Regions from separate parts of the Mus musculus genome. Here regions 2 and 3 are each linked to region 1. A link is a contact called in public capture Hi-C and promoter capture Hi-C data. All regions are on one chromosome and are shown on one strand. Each heading gives the region's core, a stretch centred on a gene start, on an enhancer-like site or on the middle of the called end of the contact. The rest is flanking DNA. Distances are from core to core; before and after follow the strand shown. Region 1 holds the start of Ada (adenosine deaminase). Region 2 holds the start of 0610039K10Rik (RIKEN cDNA 0610039K10 gene). Region 3 holds the start of Ccn5 (cellular communication network factor 5).

The links. Capture Hi-C pulls out chosen DNA fragments and counts their contacts.
Region 2: a promoter capture Hi-C map of pancreatic islet shows a contact between it and region 1. The contact joins the promoter of 0610039K10Rik here to the promoter of Ada in region 1. A contact is called at or near these places in 7 of 39 promoter capture datasets (3T3-L1-derived adipocytes, the HPC-7 cell line, embryonic stem cells and 3 more), 3 of 484 Hi-C or Micro-C datasets (B cells, double positive thymocytes and germinal center B cells), 12 of 115 datasets of contacts at active chromatin or transcription factors (the 230-238 cell line, the SCID.adh cell line, bone marrow-derived macrophages and 7 more) and 4 of 9 other capture datasets (adipose tissue, liver, macrophages and 1 more).
Region 3: a contact with region 1 is called in a capture Hi-C map of macrophages, with 3 times the contacts expected there. The contact joins the promoter of Ccn5 here to the promoter of Ada in region 1. A contact is called at or near these places in 3 of 39 promoter capture datasets (cranial neural crest, embryonic stem cells and macrophages), 2 of 15 datasets of contacts at CTCF or cohesin (the NIH/3T3 cell line and pro-B cells), 1 of 484 Hi-C or Micro-C datasets (nephron progenitors), 3 of 115 datasets of contacts at active chromatin or transcription factors (embryonic stem cells, microglia and pancreatic cancer cells) and 2 of 9 other capture datasets (adipose tissue and macrophages).

The regions. Positions count from the first base shown.
Region 1 is chr2:163,748,939-163,751,548 of GRCm38.p6, forward strand. It overlaps Ada (adenosine deaminase), which reads right to left and starts at 1,301. Exons shown (of 12, transcript NM_007398.4): 1 at 1,121-1,301. The coding sequence starts at 1,153.
Region 2 is chr2:163,643,526-163,646,135 of GRCm38.p6, forward strand. It overlaps 0610039K10Rik (RIKEN cDNA 0610039K10 gene), which reads left to right and starts at 1,325. Exons shown (of 1, transcript NR_028113.1): 1 at 1,325-2,275. Serinc3 (serine incorporator 3) reads right to left here and starts at 1,618. Exons shown (of 10, transcript NM_012032.4): 1 at 1,473-1,618. The coding sequence starts at 1,511.
Region 3 is chr2:163,819,552-163,822,161 of GRCm38.p6, forward strand. Ccn5 (cellular communication network factor 5) reads left to right here and starts at 1,283. Exons shown (of 5, transcript NM_016873.2): 1 at 1,283-1,558; 2 at 1,738-1,830. The coding sequence starts at 1,771.

The DNA of each region.
Region 1 (2,610 bases), core at 51-2,550:
TTCAGACCATCAAAAGAAAACTCACCCTTTGATGTCTAAGAGCACCAACTGTGGTCAGGAGCCACCAGACAAGATGTGCAGCAGGCATTGGTTGGGTAGGAAGACTTGCCCTGCCCTTCTAGCCTCTAGCTAGAGGGGCAGAGTGTGTTCCCTATGGTAAGTGCATGGAATACAGGCCCACTGCCCATCTTCCCTCCCGCTCCCTCCATGCACGCATATATGACACAACATGCACACGGGATTCATACGTCTGCCACCCCGCCCCCCACTCAGCATCTGTTTCTTGGAGGGGTAAGTCTAAGGGTGACTGTCTCTGATCCCTCCCCCTGAGTTCTCAGTCCCACACTCTGCTGACCAGTTCAATTTGCCTGGCTGACTAGACAGAATCTGTAAGGGCTGCAAATCTGGCCTTGGGGACCTGGAGTCTCCCTGTTTCCAAGAAGCCACAGCTTGCAGAAAGACAGATAAAGGGTTCTCCTCTGGGGTCAAGGGCTAAAACTTCATCCCAAATAAACCCATATGGCCAAACGGTCAGTATGTGTAGGGGTTCCTCCTGGCACCCTGAAGCCTCTATCCCTTCCTTTTCTGGTTTGGATCATAGATTTTCCCACGGGCGCACCCACAAACCTAGGTTACCTGTTGCCCACAAAGTAATCATAACACTTAAGTATAAAGCCATACACTGAACATTTAACAGCTAGAGACCCTGGGCCCCATTCTACTGGGGCTCAGACACCCAGGTCCTAGCCCAGTCCCACACAGCTGTGCAGCCCCGCCGCACTGGATGCCCATTGGCAGACAGCGAGGCTGAGACCTCCAGGGCACAGGGCATAGGCAGCAGCCGAACCCGAAGGCCGACTGGAGGCACTCCCAGGTTCGCATAGACAGCAGCCGAACCCGAAGGCCGACCAGAGACACCCCCAGGTTCTGGACACTCCCTGCCACATCGTCTCTCGCTCGACATCCCGGAAGCAAGCTAAGGCCTGGGTCGAGGGGAGATGCCTGCGGGAGTCCCCCTGCCACTCCATGCTTCTAGGTTAAAGGCGCCAAAGGCTGGGCCCCGCTAAGCCCCGGGACAGCCCGGGACAGAACCCTGGCAACGGAGCCCCTCGGTGCTTACTTTGGGTTTGTTGAATGCGGGTGTCTGGGCCATGGTTCCGAGCGTGTTCCCGGTTCTCTCCGCCGAAGCTCTCTGGGTCTGCGTTGGCTCGCTGGCAGGGTCGCTTCCCGATGGCTCTCAGAGACCGCGGCCCGCCACGCTCTTTTTTACCGGGCTGCCCCGGCACAGCCCCGCCCACGCTACGCCCACAGAGAGACCCCGCCTTCCGGAGCCACGGCCCCGCCCCCCCCCCCCCCCCCCCGCCTGCAACTCTGGCGCGCATTTCCCGGAATTCTGAACCCCAGACCTTCCCTGCTGGCTACACCCTAGGAAGCTCCCAGGTGAGCCCCCTGCAGACGCGACTCCAATGTCCTCACCTGCCCCTTCCGGGCCCCTTCAGTACCGAGGCTTCCAGTGTTGCTTGGGCGCCTACTTTGTGCAGGCTGAAGCTGGAGCCACACAGTCCTGAAGCCTTATGGGGCTGGATTTTGAGGGATAGACCCACTTGTTGCAGAATCACAAGGCAGAAGAAGTGTGTAATTAGGGAGATTTAGCGGCGACTGCCGGAGTTCACCAGGTGAGGGCGGGTGGGATGCAGAGAACACTGTTGTGTGTGAGAGAGACTCCTGAGAACTAAGTCTCCAGGGTGGCTGGAGACAGGGGGTGGACAGGAACACACAGTTCATCTCTCCTGGGGCAGTTACGCTGGAGAAATATGCCCACGTATCGAGATGTATTTAGAATGCTCACATCAGTGCTGTGGGTAAATACAGTGGACTGGTTTCTGCAGCAATAAAGCCAGTTTCAGCTACAAAGCACAGCACATGTGCTCAGACACAGTAGTGAAAGGGGGGCAGAAAAAAAAATACGCTGCAGAAAACTTCATACTATGGTCAACTTCTAGAACATATAAATAACAACATATGCATCAGGGAGGAGAAATGGGAAGCAAGGGAAACACTCTTAAATCTCAGTCCTGCCATCCCTGGGGTGGGCCATGCTGACTCTGTGGGAAGCCTAGGGCACATGGAAACATCCATTTAATGGTGGTATCCCAGAACTAGGTGAGATGCAATTCTCATCTGAAACTAAACAAACTTACAAATAAAGAGGAGGGGATGGGAAGGGGAGAGGGGAGCTGAGGCCAGCAGGCGAGGTGGAAGCTCAGAGAGATGTCACTGAAAGTTTGTCAGTGGTTTCAGGACAGCATCACACTTCTGTTTGGAAAACTCCAGCTGTTCCAAGTCTAGAAATTTAGCCAGGGAGACTTCACAGGTGAGCTGTTTAGAACCATACTCTAGGTTTGGTGGGATTTTGGGGGCGGGATGCAGGGCTATATTGTAGCAAGTTCCTTAAGTAACTTGTGCGCACCTTGAGGTGGGGATGCCCGGGTGTCCTTACATGAGGGGACAACATGAAAGGAGCTGGAGAAAGCGTGGTACACCAGGAAAGATCCAGGTGTGAGACCGTGGCGACTCTGGGCAAGAGGATGGACTCAGATCCCTGCTACT
Region 2 (2,610 bases), core at 75-2,574, 110 kb before region 1:
GCTGAGGTAGGAGGATTGCTAAAAGTTCAAGGCCAACCTGGGCTACAACGTAAAACCATATTTCAAAAAAAGTAAAGGCCAAACTTCTTTGCCAGGAGTAACACCTTCCTACAATCCCAATAAGGAGAACTGTGAATGAAAGGCCAGCATGGGATACTCAGGGAGATCTGGTGACCTATCTCAATAAGGCAAAAATTAAACACGTACAAAAGTCCTTTGAAATCTTTAATCCAGACTGGACTGGAGGTGTAGCTGGAGGAGCTCTCAGAGATAAGCTTTGGACAAACAAGGTCCTGGGTGCAATCTTAAACACCCAGAATGACCAAAGAGATTGCCTAAAAAATAAAGGCATACAGTGGGTATCTGCATGATTTGGCTCCCTGATATTCTGTCCCCCTTTTTTGGCGTGGGATGGGAGATGGGGGTGGATAGTGGCAATTGGAGACTAAACCCACAGCCTCTAAAAACCTACCCATAAACTGTAATTTGCACCTCCCTGTTTTGAGACAGGGTCTCAAAACAAATAACAAATGATCTGCCATGGCCCTCCACAGCCTTTAATTTCGTACTCTTCTCTCATTCCACTCTGGTATCCTAACCCCCTACTGGGTAAAAACTGAATTAACAATATATGCAAGGAGTTTCTAGATATGAACACCTGGATAGGATATTTTCAAATTATGGTTTTAAACCAGGAGGAGAAAAATATACAAGATATCTTCGACATTACTTCTGCCCTGAGACATGCCATTGACATGAGCAGAGCCTGAGTCCTTGGTTCATTACATCAGCTCGGGAAGGAGAAAACAATTAGGCACTGTGGTTCAAGCTACCAAGTTCCTCTGAGGCAGATTTGTTAGATTATTCCTTAGGTTAAAGAGATCCTAAAATTAACTTCTAAAAACGTTTTACCATTGACAAGGGGAATCGGACTAATTTCTTTACTTTATCCTCACAACAGTTCTGGAGGAGAGGAATGCTAGGGTGTTTAATTCGAAAATATTTAGGCCGCGGGGCTTCTAATTAAACGCCTTTTGCTCGCGACCTGCAGCAGGGCTGACTTAAAAGCCCCGCTCCCAACCCCACTCAGTAGCGCTGGCATATGCCGAACTATGAAGAAAAATGACTACAGTGGCCCTAAATTCCCTGACGCCATCCTCTAGCCACTCAGGAACCCGCGCCGTGGAACCTCGGCGTCGCCTGGCCGCGGGAACCCTGGGTCCGGAAGGCTGGCGGGGGCGGGGCGTCGAAATTGTAAACAATGGCGGTCCGGCCTCCCGCGACCCTCCGCCCACAGCGAGAGCCAGCCGAGCCGCCGCACCCCGACTCCGGGACGACGGCTACCGGGCCTGGACCCTGGGCCTGCCCGCTCCTCTCTGTTAGCCTCAGAGAGTGGAGGGTCCGCCTCGGGCGGCCCGACACCCACCCCCTGCGCGCCTCAGGCCCCGGACGGCCGAGGCCTCGGGACTCACCCAGCTGGCGAGGGAGAAGACGCCGAGGACGGCCCCCATGGTGACGCCGGGGCCGAGACCGACCGCTCCGAGCGGATCCTAACTGCTGACTGAGGCGTCGCCTCAGAAACGCGACGGATCCTCAAGCCGGAAACAGGGCCCGCCCTTCGCAGGACGCCCAGTTTACGTCATTGGGTGGCCCCGCCCACGGAGGGGGAGAAGGCGGAGCCTAAGACTGCTGGGGTGGCAGAGGACGTAGAGGGTTCGTGGCATACAACTCCGGGCTCGCTTGGGGCGCTGGTGGTCAGAGGCAACATAAAGGTGCAGAAAGACAGCATGTTCCCTACGAACTGCACTTATCCTCGGAAGAAGCTACATCCGAATTAAATAAAGATCCTACAGACTGTTAAGTCGTGGCTGGGCAGTACTTTGTGATTATTGAGAGATGGAATGTTGGCAAACTCAGAGGCAAACAGGCTATGTTGGGCCATTCAATAATCAGTTAGCATCTGTAATCCCAGAACTAAAGAGGATGAGGCTGGAGGATCAGGAGTTCAAAACTATCCTGTGCTACATAGAGTTTCAGACGAACAAAAAAGCCACTCTTCTTACCCCACACCCTACCGGAAACTTCTCCAGCCTTGTCTCCCCTTCCCCTTTCCCCCTTCCTCTTTTCCCCTGCCCCCCTTTCCCCCTGCCCCCTCCCTCCGCGGGGGTCAGTCTGCTGGCCAGGTTCAGCTCACTACTTTCCCTGTCCTAGACTCTTCCCGATGCCTCTGGCTGTACTCGTTCTCATATCTATAATAAAAATTTTCTCCTCAGCCATACCTTGGAGCAGTCATGTCCTCATTTTGTTGGGAACAAGCAAAAGAAACTTATGCTAAGTACTACCGTTTTCGTTTTCTAAATTCAAGGTCTCAGGCCCTGGGGGAGCTGGGGACTTTACCAACAGCTCAGCAACCTCGGTTGAAAACAATTGTCTGAGTCCAGATATTTCAGGGACAACTTCCCCTCCTTGAAGGCCGGGCCAAACAAGGTCCTGCTCCGAATGCCTACCCCACTTGTCCAAATGTTTTCTTGTCTGTTAACCAGTAAAGAATATAGAAACTACTGTTATCTGAGCCAACATGCATAAGTTATAAAAACCTATAACCATTGC
Region 3 (2,610 bases), core at 33-2,532, 71 kb after region 1:
GGGAACTACAGACAGCAAGGACCCAAGGTGGCCATGCCATTTCTCCCTCAGGCCCTCAGGTCATATAGACTTATTTGCTAGATATTTGTCTTCTACCCACAGTGGTAGGCAGAGTCTGTATGTGACTCGGAGGGAGCATATAGCCTCCAGGTTTGTTTTCTTTTGAGATAGGGGCTTGCTTTGTAGCCCAGGCTAGCCCCCTGTGATCTGGGCTCATGGGTGTGTTGCACTGTAACTGGTGGAGGTGTTGGGAGCCACAGCCTTCTCTAAGCACCTAAGACCCTGTTTCTGACTTTATCCCAGAATCAACCGCCCCCCCCCCAAGATGTCCCGCCTTCTATTTCCTGCCTCAGCTCATTGGCCAATCAGCCTTTTATTGACAGATGATGCTTCTACATATAACACAGCAGATGTCTCTACACCCTGATTTTTTTTAAAAAGATTTATTTATTTAAGTATTTTATGTATATGGGTACACTGTTGCAGTCTTCAGACACACCAGAAGAGGGCATCGGATTCCATTACAGATGGTTGTGAGCCACCATGTGGTTGCTAGGAATTGAACTCGGGATCTCTGGAAGAGCAGTCAGTGCTCTTAACCACTGAGCCATCTCTCCAGCCCTACACCCTGATCTTTAAATCCCATGTCCTTCTACCCAACACTCGTTGATAGGACCTTAGGGACATCCCCTGTACCCAATGGATACAGTTGGTGATGTGAATCCTGTGTTTTATTCTCTGCGTATTCCTGCCCAGTCCAGTGCCCAGGAAGCCACATGCCCACTAGATACCTTCTGTACTGAGTATGCCAGGCTACTATGTTAGGTCCCTCCTCCAGACATTTGATCATGCTGTTCCCTCTGGAACATTCTACCGCAGAGCCTTGTTAGCTTTCAGAATTGGCATCTCCCTCAGAAGTTGTATCTCACTCTTTGTCTGAACAAGGGAGGGGGTCCTTACACTTTTCATTACTACCCCATGCCCCAGGCTCTGGTCCCCAGGTCTGTGCTGTGTCTCCAGGTCTGCAGAACCCCTCAGAGCTGGTAGAATCCAACAAAGACAATTTTGCTCAGTCAGATCAGCAGAGACCAGCAAGTGCCAGCACACAGTAGGCTCAGTCTGCTTAGGCTTGGCCACCCTAGGCCACCTTCAGAGCCCAGGAGGATAGGGAGGCTCTTGGTTGCCAAGAGCAGACAGGCTGCCAGGGAAGCTCTGCTCTGGGTCACACCCACCTCTGGGTGGCTGCCAGTCTCCCTGCCAGAAACCACAGGCTGGGTCTGGGCTGCCCAGAGCTTGAGCTTCAGGGCTCAGGACACCGTGGGTCAGATCTGCAGAGCATTTGACAGACGCTCCTGATCTCCAGAGGACCCCGGGCTGGGACAGGGGCCTTGGCGAGGCTGCAGCTGCTGTGGCAGTAGCTTGGGATGGAGGTCTTTCTTGCTGGGAACTGAGGAGCTGAGAGGCTCCTGTCAGGCTCCTGTCCTAAACTCTTGGCACTTGCGGTGGCTTGGGCTTCACACACTGTCAGACACCTTCTTGGTGGCCTCCTCGGCCTCAGGTAACTGGGCTTATTCCTGGGACTATGGAAACCGGTGTAAGGACTATAAATGTGTGTGTGTGTGTGTGTGTGTGTGTCTGTCTGTCTGTCTGTCTGTCGTTTTCTCTTTCTCTGTATGCACCTAGAAGGAACCTCATTCCCTCCAGAACATAAAAAAAGACTCGGGTCTTGCTTCCCAGGTTTGAAGCTGGCTCCACAAGGGACACGGTGACATGAGGGGCAACCCACTGATCCATCTTCTGGCCATTTCCTTCCTCTGCATTCTCTCAATGGTAAGGCATCCTGGTCTTGAATGACAGCAGAATTCTGGGTGGTGGGACAGATATATGGTCACAACTTAGAACTCTTGGAAAGACCCTATACTGGATACAGTCTGGTCTCTGTGCCCAGGCTTGCTTCCCTCTCTGGGCATGCAAGTTCGGCTGTGTGACCTCAGACAAGTGTCCTACCCTTTCTGAGCTTCAGCCTCAGTTGAATGGGTACAATGTTCATGAAGCTTCTGGGGAGACCACTAAGGAGAACTGCATCCACAGAAGATAGCATAGGTCCTGGACCTAGATGAGTGTCTAAAAGAGGACAGTGGGATCCTCCAGTGTCATAGAAACTAAAACAAATGTGAGTGCTGTGTAGCTCTGAACCAGGACAGAGGTTGATGCTGGGGTCTGATTGCAAAGTACAGTCCATGAGGGTACAACATGCTAGCCCTCAGGCAGTCAGTGACCTCTGGCCCTGGTCAGAGAGAGCAGGAGACATCTCTGTGGCAAATGTCCTTGTCCCTTGGTTCACATTGGGCATCTTTTAATTGGCTTGTGAGTAGTTCCGTTTGCACATTTATAACAGTCTTATAACAAATTGTCCTGTTTTGATCAAAGGAGACTCAGAGAGGGTAAGCAATGTGCCCAAAGCCACACAGCAAAGAAAAAGAACAATAGAAGAGTTGCATGGTGGAGCCTGGGGCAGACATAGGTGTGTCTGGAGGAAACCCTAGTCTGTGTCTCTCTACCCTAACCTGAGCAATACCTCACACTAAATGTTAAGTTCCCAGTATCACC